Linked DNA regions of Hordeum vulgare: region 2 is linked to region 1. A link is a contact called in public Hi-C data. All regions are on one chromosome and are shown on one strand. The core of a region is the stretch at or near the end of the contact, and the rest is flanking DNA. Distances in the headings are between cores, read along the strand shown. Region 1 holds the start of LOC123448954 (50S ribosomal protein L10, chloroplastic-like). Region 2 holds the start of LOC123448955 (two-component response regulator-like PRR73).

The links. Hi-C and Micro-C count contacts between places; a contact is called where the count stands out from the background.
Region 2: a Hi-C map of seedling shows a contact between it and region 1, with 6 times the contacts expected there. The contact joins the promoter of LOC123448955 here to the promoter of LOC123448954 in region 1. A contact is called at or near these places in 1 of 6 Hi-C or Micro-C datasets (seedling) and 1 of 1 datasets of contacts at active chromatin or transcription factors (embryo).

What each region holds. Positions count from the first base shown.
Region 1 is chr4H:459,260,029-459,266,031 of MorexV3_pseudomolecules_assembly, forward strand. It overlaps LOC123448954 (50S ribosomal protein L10, chloroplastic-like), which reads left to right and starts at 3,336. Exons shown (of 1, transcript XM_045126008.1): 1 at 3,336-4,299. The coding sequence starts at 3,434. The coding sequence ends at 4,090.
Region 2 is chr4H:459,713,447-459,719,449 of MorexV3_pseudomolecules_assembly, forward strand. LOC123448955 (two-component response regulator-like PRR73) reads left to right here and starts at 3,643. Exons shown (of 9, transcript XM_045126009.1): 1 at 3,643-3,856; 2 at 4,348-4,774; 3 at 5,811-5,972. The coding sequence starts at 4,450.

The sequences.
Region 1 (6,003 bases), core at 2,086-4,585:
TTCATACACCACAAGGTTTAAGTGATATCATGGTTTGTAAGACTACAATATTTATGACTGCCAAACACATCAAAGTATATAGAACCATGTTTATTTCAAACAACCACAACATTATCATAAAACTCTAAAAATACTTCACATCCAAACATGGCCTAAATATTCTATTATGTAGAAATTTGTACAAAAACATTATTATATTATGTACTATAAATAAGACACATGATCACATTTATTTCATAATTTTATTTTTGCAAATGTATATAGGAGTATTTAATATTTTTCAATGTATATAGGATTTTTCATGACTATATTATTATACTTAACATAAGGAGTATACCAACCGTTCCTCAATTAGGCGGGATGAATGATGCTGGCAAGTCAGATATAATGAGCAAAACATAAACCTACAATCTTTCATATGGTACCTATCATATATGACTTTTTTTGGGAGTGGGAGGAGGGAGAGCAAGGCAGCGTGGGGCGGGGGAGCTAGGCGGCTCGTTGGGCCACCGCTCGACTGAGGCATTGCGACATCGTCAAAAAGTGAGGAAGGAGAGCAGGGGCGACAAATACTAAGTGCTCCCTCCTCCCGGAATTAGATGGAACGAGCAAGATTTTAAGAGTGTTTATTCCAAATTTCAAAGACATTTTTTTCAAAGCTTAAAGCCTTGTTTCTACCATGTATAACCAAATATATCACCACAATTCATGTGGAAAATTCAAATTCTCATGCCTAAACAATTTATAATTCACTGCATATAAATTATTTTTCTTGATATACTAAAAGAGAAAGCCAAGTAAGAAAATTAACTTACTGTTGTATGCGATGAGGCTCGCATGGATGACCTACCGAGCAAAGGAAAACAAAGGTGGCGCGTCGACACGAGTAACGATAGATGGCAAAAATAATGGATATTCCTGTATGTTTTTGTTTTTCCCGGTACATACACATGGTATTATTATTATATATATACATGTCTTCTTGACAAAAGTAATGGGTACTCAACTGAATATCCTTGAATTGAACTGCGTGTGCACCTTATCCTCCCTCCCTCCCACTTTTTTGGACAACTATATGTGCATCTCCTTTTTCCTCCCTCCGCTCAAAATGTGAATGATCCTACTTCTTTTCTAGTTCAAAGTTTTTTCAGTTTGACTAATTTTTTAGAAAATGTATATTAACATGTGCAATGTCAACATTGTTTTATTAATCTATCACGAAATATACATTTTGTAATGTATATATTTGGTGTTGTAAATATCGGTAACTTTGAAAGCACAAATGCTTCCTTGGTAGTTTTGATACTTAATGACAACATGCATTATCTCTTGAACCAATAGTTTTATTTAAATATCTCAGGAAAAGTCCAAAGATTGAAATGGCTAGGAAATTATGAGAAGAAACCCCTTGGAAGCAAAAGAACTCTTATTGGCAAAAGCTTCAGTACTCTGCATTTTGTTTTATGTGAGAAATCACAATTGAGTTCATTGGAAACCAATAATGTTAGGAGGGGATGAGGAACTAATGATGATCTGGTTGCTCAAGTGCTTAGAGATATGCCACCAAAAGCCTCAACCAAATTCTCACAAAAATATTATGTCCAAAACTCTAAACTACCCAAATTGGTGAAACCAAGATTTCCACTTCGTTCCCACCGAGTTTGCCACAGACATAACCTATGCCAAACGGTAGCAGCTAACCGAGATTGGATTCGGTGCAACTGAAAAAGTAGTGACCACCTCTCTATGTTCGAGATATTCAACTTCGAAACTTCCGAGTTATATATCTCGGAGCTACCTAAGGCCGGATCGGTCTCACCGAGCTGTTTTCATTCAATCTAACCGAAAAACCAAAAGTTGGGACATTTTGCACTAGTCGGTAGAACCGAGTTTTAACTTCGATTTCACCAAGTTGGGAAATAATGTTGTAACAATTGAATTTCTGGAGATGACTATAAATGCCCCTCCACCCCTCTCTTTTGCGGAGAGAGCACTCAGAACGTATCTACACTTCCACCATCCATTCTTTAAGAGATAACCACCTACTCATGTGTTGAGATCAAGATATTCCATTCATACTATACGAATCTTGATTTCTAGCCTCCTCAAGTTTCTTCTCACCCAATAATCCTCTTCTACCAAGCCAAATTCCGTGATAGAGTGATTGAGTGTCAAGGAGACTATCTTCTGAAGCATAAGAGCAAGGAGTTCATCATCCATACACCACCTATTACCTTTTGAAGGGTGATGTCTTCTAGATTGGTTAAGTGTTGATTGGGAGCCTCCAAATCATGTGGATTTGAACCAAGAAGTTTGTATGGGCAAGGAGACCGTCTACTTCGTGAAGACCTACCCCGAGTGAGGCTAGTCCTTCATGAACGTAAGCCATATTGAAATGGACAAGGTTGCTTCTTCATGGACCCTTCGTGGGTGAAGCCCTCCATGGACTCACGCAACCATTACCCTCCGTGTGTTGAAGTCTTCATCAATGTGGACGTACGATAACATCATCTATCGGAACCACGTCAAAAATCTCCATGTCTTCATTGTGTTTGATCTTCCAACTCTACCATTGATTATGCTTCTTGCAAATGCATGATATTTACATTCCGCTGATTGATCTCTAGATATGCATGTGTAGGAACTATTGGGTGCAACTTAACTTGTGCAAAAATCTGCTTAAAACTCAAGCCCTCTAAGACACCATTTCTCGACCCCACAACCTTTTCCTAGAAAATTACTCCCTCCGTTCGTAAATATATATCTTTTTAGATATCGCACCACGGATTACATACGAAACAAAATAAGTGAATCCACACTCTAAAGTATGTCTATATACATTCATATGTAGTCCTTAGTGAAATAATTAAAAAGACTTATATTTAGGAACGAAGGAAGTATATTCAACCACATTTTTAAACAAAAAGAGTAATTTTAAAGGAGAGTGAATATACATAACATAACTGTCTATAGCCCCCTCCTTCCAATCGCAGCTGAGAGCCAGACATAGTGCTCACTCGAATCGCGGAATATATGTTCACACAATCCAAGGACCACAATAGGTGGCGAACGTTCACTAGGAGGGATGATATTTGCGAACGTTCTTGCTGACAATTTTTTCATATTCATATGACATTTTCTTTAGAATAGTATGACAATTTCTTTAGAGAAACACTTTCTTTTAAAGTTGTCACCGTTTGATTTCGTTTCGTTAGTATAACTGCCAGGAAAATGCGTTCGCTAGACATCCCCTTCCAGGGAATGTTTGCCGGTTAGTGTTTTCGTAGTCCAAAAAGGTCTACGTGCACCGTGTCCACGAAAGAAACTACCCATCGTCTTCTCCATAGATAAGCTTTGTCCACTCCGCTCTATCCTCCTCGCCGTTTCTCCCCAACCCAACCCCCCGTACGGCGCGTCCGCCCGCCCCAGAAAAATGGAGACCTCCTTCCTCCCGACCGCGCGGCCCCTCCCGGCGTTCCAAACCCTAGCCGCAGCCCCGCGCTGCCCCCGCCCCCTGCGCCGCTCCACCATCCGCGCCGCCATCTCCCGCGGGCGCAAGGAGGACACGGTCGCCGTGGTCCGCGAGCAGCTGGAGGGGTGCTACCTCCTGGCCGGCATCCGCTACGAGGGCCTGACGGTGAAGCAGTTCCAGGGCATCCGCGACGCGCTGCCGGAGTCGTGCCACCTCCTGGTGGCGAAGAACACGCTGGTGGGGAAGGCCATCGAGGGCACCCCCTGGGAGGCGCTCAAGCCGTGCATGAAGGGCATGAACGCCTGGCTCTTCGTCCACACGGAGGAGGTCCCCGTCGCGCTCAAGCCCTACCGCGCCTTCCAGAAGGAGGAGCGCGTCGAGGAGACCAACGACTTCATCGGGGCGGTGTTCGAGGGCAAGTACTACGAGCCCGCCGAGTTCAAGTCGCTCGAGACCATGCCCAGCCGCGCCGAGGTCTACTCCAAGCTGCTCGGCGCCCTCAATGGGCCGGCCACCTCCCTCGTCACCACGCTGCAGGCGCCGGCCAGGGACGTCGTCGCCGTGCTCTCCGCCTACGTGCGCAAGCTCGAAGAGGAGTCCGGCGCCGGCGCCGCCTAGTGGCACTTGCCATATGGTTGTGCCTCCTGTCCTCTCATCTCACTCCTTGTCTGTACAATTCCTTGTACCTTTACTGTCTCCCGTTTGAATTGAATCACAAGTTTTCCCCTTCACAATGTGCGGCCTGCAATTGGACAGTTTCTCCTGCCTGCTGGTGTCCAAATTGGGATGAAATTGGGTTTGAATTGAATCACAAGTTTTCCCCTTCACAATGTGCAGCCTGCAATTGGGCAGTTTCTCGTGCCTGCTGGTGTTCAAATTGGGATGAAATTGGAAAGAAAGGATGGTTTGAGAATCGGGCAATGAACACCATCTTGATGAATAATTTGGTTTGTGCAAGAGCAAGTTTAATAGGGCAAGGACCCATGAAAAACAGTGAACTATATATGCTCCTAACAGCCGAATTGGATTTCAACTAGTGATGGCTATTCTCGTGTCAGCGTGTATCCAAAGGTTCAGGTCAAATTTCATTTTTCAGGCGACGGTGAGGCTTCGTCGCTCTGAAGTTAGACAAAATGTGAGTGTTTGTGCATCATAACTTGACCGTGGCTTCGCAGCCTCCACTTCCTGCTAAGAAACAACTCGAAGGATTCAGATTTTGGTAACACTACCTAGGAGTTGTTAATTCTTCGAATTAGATCTTTAAGTTTCTCCTTGATCGCCAAAACAACCATAAGTTGTGAAGAGAATTCCTTATTTGACACTCTCTTAAAATTGTGTTCCTTATTTGACACTAGAGAAAAATTTCTTCCCTATATGACCTCTAATCTTAAATTTTTTGCTTATATGACACTCTAGTGCATTTTGTACACGTGAAAATACCATTTTGCCCATATGTATAATGTGACCACAAATATGTATAAGATAATAGTTGTTTCAAGATAATATGACCCCAGAGGTATTTTAATATACACATATGCAAGCTAGCAGGCTGCTGGATCGATATGCAACATAGTTATTATTACTAGTTAGGATATCTAAATCTCCGTGACAGAAAAAGGAATAAAATTGATTGATTCCATTATACTCGTAGCAGATTGCTAAGAGGGTGCTTGGATACGTTTTAGTCCCATGACTAAAAGTAGTGGGACTAAAACTTGCTAGCCTCACCAATGCTTGGATCCAAATACTAAAGAGACTAAAATCAAGTTAATGAATATTTATTATCCTTCAAACCCTCCAATCCAGAACTCGCATGTGTTAAAGGAGAGGAGTTAAATGAGGAGAGAGAGGACTATTCCACATTTTAGTAGGGGTACCCCTGACTAAAAGATTTTAGCCTCGAGATTAGTTTTAGCCTCTCTTTAGTCAGGGGTGCTTGGAACTTTAGCCTATTAAAGAGACTATTTTTAGTCAGACTAGTTTTAGGATATCTAAATCTCGTAAATAAGCATAAAACTACTACTACTGCTCTTTTTATAGGCTCAATGCTACATATTTCTGGTCACATTATGTACATGGGTAAAAAGGTCTTTTCACGTGTATAAAATGAACTAGAGTGTCATATAGGGAAAGAAATTAAGACTATAGGTCATATAGGGAAGAATTTTTTTCAGTGTCAAATAAGGAACATGATTTTAAGGGAGTGTCAAATAAGGAATTCTCTCTAAGTTGTGCTCCGTCTGTTTGTAAAAAGGGCACCGCTCTGCTTCGGCGCACCGACGCGACCGCTCCCGCCGGTCGGGCGACAGCCATTTGATCTGACTGCGATAGCCGTCAGATCTGACATGTCGTCCCCGCTCTGCGCCGGCGCACAGCCTCGCGCGCCTCCGACCTCTTGCCACACGAGCACCCCATCCCTCTCCCCCCGTCGTCGCCGCTCGTCGCCGTCGACGCTCGTGCGTGCACAGGCTTGCCCCCCCCCCCCCCCCCCCGAACTCCGGTTTGAAGCTTTTTTCACTTTGGTTGAAACT
Region 2 (6,003 bases), core at 2,393-4,892, 450 kb after region 1:
GGTTTGGCCCCTTAGCCCCTTGCTGTGCCTTGGGCCCTTAGTGGTGGCGCACGAGCCCACCTAGGGGCTAATTCCACTTTTGGCCCATGTAGCACTTTAGGGCTGGTGACCCTTCTCGGTGGACCCCCGGAACCCTTCCGGTGGTCCCGGTACATTACCGGTGACGCCCGAAACACTTCCGGCGATCAAATCCTCACTTCCTATATATGAACCTTTACCTCCGGACCATTTCGGAACTCCTCGTGACGTCCGGGATCTCATCCGGGACTCCGAACAACCTTCGGTAACCACGTACACTATTCCCATATAACCCTAGCATCATCGAACATTAAGTGTGTAGACCCTACGGGTTCGGGAACCATGCAGACATGACAGAGACACCTTTCCGGCCAATAACCAACAACGGGGTCTGGATATCCATGTTGGTTCCCACATGTTCTACGATGATCTCATCGGATGAACCACGATGTCGAGGATTCAATCAATGTCGTATGCAATTCCCTTTGTCTACCGGTATGATACTTGCCCGAGATTCGATCGTCGGTATCCCTATACCTTGTTCAATCTCGTTACCGGCAAGTCTCTTTACTCGTTCCGTAACACATCATCCCGTGGCTAACTCGTTAGTCACACTGAGCTCAATATGATTATGGATTACCGAGTGGCCCCAGAGATACCTCTCCGTCACACGGAGTGACAAATCCCAGTCTCGATTCGTACAACCCAACAGACACTTTCAGAGATACCTGTAGTGCACCTTTATAATCACCTAGTTACATTGTGATGTTTGATACACCTAAAGCACTCCTACGGTATCCGGGAGTTGCACAATCTCATGGTCTAAGGAAATGATACTTGACATTAGAAAAGCTTTAGCAGACGAACAACACGATCTAGTGCTAGGCTTAGGATTGGGTCTTGTCCATCACATCATTCCCCAATGATGTGGCCCAGTTATCAATGACATCCAATGTCCATGATCAGGAAACCATGATCATCTATTGATCAACGAGCTAGCCAACTAGAGGCTCACTAGGACACAGTGTGATCTATATATTCACACATGCACTACTGTTTCTGGCTAATACAATTATAGCATGAATAATAGACAATTATCATGAACTAGGAAATATAATAATAACCACTTTATTATTGCCTCTAGGGCATATGTCCAACAATTCTCGGGTAGCCGACTCTCGCGGTTACACGAGTGTGTGCGGGACAGGGGCACATGCCTATGGTGCATGGTATGTGTGACCCGTTGTGGCACACATCACGGCTCATATGTGGGCACTGGATGCAAAAACATGTGCAGGAGTGAACGTTCCTGTTAGGCATTCGAGGATACCTGTTCCTTTGACTGGGATGCATGTGACATCATGTTTAATATGATTGGTAGACCAGCCAAATCAACACAGTGCACCTCCTTTTCCAAAAGCTCATCGCCAATGAACATCCGACTTAAGCGTACTTGGCTTGTTGTAACTTGAGGATGGATTACTTCCGAAAAGTTTTTCCCAGATTTGTGTAACTAAGCACAAAGTGCACAAGTTAAGCGTGCTTGTTTAGTCTACATCTGAGGTGATAGTCAGGTGTGTAACAGACATGAACTAATGGTTGTGGCAGGAGTGTTACATGTGTACATGCATGGGGTGGCTTAATTAGCAATCAGATTAGTTTCTCGGCATGCTCCTAAGGTTCAATTCATGTGGTTATCCTATGTTTGGCAGAGTTGACCTACTCGTGGGTTTCAGGATCTCCCAACCATTTTGATCGTGGGTCAATGGTCATCTTCAAAGACTTTGGACCTGAACAAAATGACGGGACTATTCGAGGGCGGTTACATAGATTTGCATGAGCTCGCTCTGTGATCTTACATTGAAGAGCTACCGGAGCATGCATGGGAGCAAGGATCTCCTAGGAGCACAAGATTTTCTCCCGTATTTATCATCTCCATCTTCAAGTTCATAAACAAACTAAAGTAAGCTGAACCAATAATTAATAGTTAATACCATAGTGAGCGGTAGGAACGGTGAAAGATATAAAAAATGAAAAATACACCGACAACCACAAATGGTAGAATCTGCTATAGTGGTGGTTAATATCATGTTTTGTCAAAGGTCCCTCATGTAGGGGAAACTGATCGTTCACTTAGACAACGTTGAACTAGCGAATAATTGTGTTATTTTCAGGCATTCTCTTATAATGACCTTCATGCGATCGAAAAAACACATCGTTGCACCGAAAACTACCTAAAAAGTTGTCATGGTAGAAAAGAGAAAGGATTGACATGGTACATAGAGAAAATTGCCATGAGCATCTAGAAAAGCACCATGCTACAATATAGAGACTTGCCATGGTGCAATTTGAAGATTTCCCTTGTTGTAGGTAGAGAATTGCTATGCTAAAATATAGATATTTTCGGTAAAGGATTGTCATGTTGTCGTGTGAAAAGTTGGCATGTCATGTTGTAGAAAAAACAGTGTACATACGGATGCGGGTGCGTGTGTGTGTGCATGCGCATGCATTTGTGTGCAACGAAGCATTATTCGTCCTTGTCCGTTCCAGTGAGAGGACCAAGCACTTTGAGATTCGCACGCGAGATTCGACGTATATGAAGGCGTTTGTGCAAAAACAACAACAAACTGATGTTAGTTCATTGGCATTTAGGTTTGTCAATTTTATTTATTTATTTATTTTATGGTTGCTACTTTTAGTATAAAACTATTTTAATTCTCATGATGGCTAAAGAAACAAAAGGTTATTCTGACATCATTTGACAGTATTTTTTGTGTGGGATGTATTTCAAGAGGTGGTCAACTAAAAATGCTAAATTTCTCAGTCGTTACTTCTGGATTAGCAAGATTCTATAAATGAAACTTGGCACAACACGGCTGAAGCACCATAAACTAAGGCAACAAAATATTAATAGATTTGAAAAATACTTTCTCTGAAAAATACTCCCTATGTAAAGAAATATTAGTGATAAAAAAAGATTTTATTTGCTGAACTCATATTTCTTCACGGAGGAGTAGAATATTGATAAAAAACCAAGCTCACAAGTGTGCGGCTCAGATTGACTGAGAATTCCCTGTATTTCAGAAACAAGGGAAACTTGTTTTTTCTTCCCAAAGAAAAGCGACTGCATGAGGTCTCAAAACGTGCGGATGAGACGAAGCGTTCCTGCTCAACAGAAGGGGAAAAAACGAAGCCAGAAAAGGCGAAACCGTACTCCAGTCCACAGATCGCTCTCCAGCCTCCAACCCCGTCCCTTTCTTTACCTGAAAAAGAAAAACCCAATCCATGCCTAAACGCCGTGAAGACGTGATGAGGGTACGCCGTGACGATCTTTCCCGCGGCGCCCCTCCCGGGCCCACTGTCAACTACAGCAGCCGCCAGCCCGCACCTACCGGATTGCGTCGCCCGGCCCCGCCCGGCAGCGGCGGAGCCCCACGCCGCGCTCCACGTGTCGGGGCTCCCCGGGCGAGATCTGACGGGCCGACGGAGCGCGCGGCTTTAGATTTCGTCGGATCCCGGCGGGCCGCGGGGCCCGCCCGCCCCCCTCCGGCCCTCCCACGCCTCCACTTGCTCCACGTCATGGTCACCCCGTTATCTATTTCCTCCCTCTCCTCCCCTCGCCTTCTCTTCTCCCTTCCTTCAGCACCACCACTTCTCTCTTCTCTTCTCTTCTCTTCTCCTCTCCTCTCACCACAGAGCCCAGGCTCAGTTTTATCTCACGTCTGGTCCTCGTAACGCCCCGCCGGGTTCTGGAAACATCCACGGCTACTTTCACGCGCGGGTCAAAGCTCGCGCGCCCACGCCCATGCCGCCACCGCCCGCCCCTCGACCTCCCACGGTGCGCGCCCTTCCCGCTAACAACCCCGGGCGCCCGTCCTTTTCTTTTCTGGTTTGCTTTAGTTGGTTCCGGGGCGGGGGTTCGGGACCTCCGAATCCGGTGGATCTCGGCCGCCCGCCGCCGGAATCCGGCACGGGTGGAGCTGCTCTGCCTCGTCGGGTCGAGTCGCGGTGGGAGTTTGACGCTTGGTTTACCTGTCTGATTCCGTTGAAAGCCCGAGTACTGCTGATGCAGTCTAATTTTATCTCGTCAACAGGACTATTTCTTCAGACTTTTAAGCTCCTATATATAATCTCTGAACTACGCTGATCTCTGCTCTAGTAACTACCGATTTTGCACGGTAAATCCATTGTCCAAACATTAGCATCGCGCGCCGATCCTTGCCAATTTCGTACGGTGCGCGCGTCGAATGCCGACCAACTGTCCATAATTCGAAGCATATCTCGCGTTCGTCATAGATTCGACCTTTGATCCATGCGTGCTTCTTGCAGATTCCAGTAGTTGGATGCAGCATGCCCATTTCTGAACCCACCGTAGGGCATGCTCCGTCGTCCGTGAACCGTCGCTAGTTGCGAACGCCACGGATCCAGCTGATGGTGAGCGCCGGTCAAGCTGGCGCGGACGGACCTTCCAGCAGTGATATTAGGGGGATCGGAAACGGCGCCGTAGAGAATCAGAACGGCCATGCCCTCAAGCCAAACGAGGACAAGGAATGGAGGGGCGGCAGCAAGGAAGAGGACTGGCCCAGTACGCACAGTGCGCCGCCAGGCTTGGACGAGCACAAGCAGCAGCAGCAAGACCGGGTCATCCGCTGGGAGAAGTTCCTGCCGGTCAAGACACTAAGGGTCTTGCTAGTGGAGAACGATGACTGTACCCGACATGTTGTCCGTGCTCTGCTCCGTAAGTGTGGCTATGAAGGTAATGCCCTGCAAATTTAAACTTCTAGTTTCAAGTAAATTATTAAATTGGATTTTGATCTTTTATAGTACTAGTTTGTCTAGGTCTGTTAGAGGCTAGAGTCTTCATGTTATTGTATTTTTCCTTCCTCTCTTTCAGTTCTAGATTTGACTTCGAGTTGATTTTGAACTTATAGTGCGACCATACATCTATCACATCATTTATACAGGGGGATACAGAGGCGGAGGTTATCCTCCTTTTCCAAAAATAACAATACAAGGGGATACTGGAATTGCTTATTGTGGAAAAGGGGAAACTGACATGACATTGCTTGTTGTGAAAAAAGAATGCATTGCGCATGCTAAAATAAGAGCAATGATTTTGATGGCACATCCTAATTGATCATAGCTAAAGACACCATGATGCCGACCTGTATTTAGAACATGAGATCTTCATTCAATTCCCAGTCAGCAATTAGTTGATCTGGCTATTAGTTTTACTTCAGTGGAAGAAGGTCCCTGATGGCGAATGCTCCTGTCTTGGTGCATCAGTTGATGGGCATGGTCAATCTTGATCAGTCAGCATAGTTTTGTTAACTGTTAACATGGATGAATGCATAAATGGCCAGGAATTTTGTTAGAAAAATGCCAAGGCGAGCACCAACACCGAGAAAGTAAAATCAAATAGCCAACTGACATTTGGTCTTGCTGCTAATTGAAATCAGTGCAACTGAAGTGATTTGACAAGGCCTTAATTTATTCCCACTCTCACGAGCTAACTCTAAGAACTTTGCAAACTTGAGCCTAGTTATCTTTGAGCAATTTCTTGCCCTAAATTGGGTAAATACAAACTTTATTCAGGTGTCATGGATTTTTCTAATGTAAATTGTACGTTTGATGTGTTCGTTAATTCGGTCAGTACATTTATGATATTTCCTATTAGAATTATCCTTTCTTTTTATATTCAAAGGTGAAAGGTAAATCAATATTACTTTTCTTTGAAACTGTTTCAATTACGTTAGTCCATTGATTGCAAAATGCATATCTTTCCTTTGTAGTTATCTCTGCTGAGAATGGATTGGATGCATGGCAATATCTTGAAGATGTGCAAAACCGTATTGACCTTGTATTAACTGAGGTCGCCATGCCTTGTCTATCTGGCATTGGTCTGCTCAGTAAGATCACGAGTCACAGTATTTGTAAGGGCATTCCTGTGATCAGTAAGTAGTTTTCCTGCTCAACCATATTGCT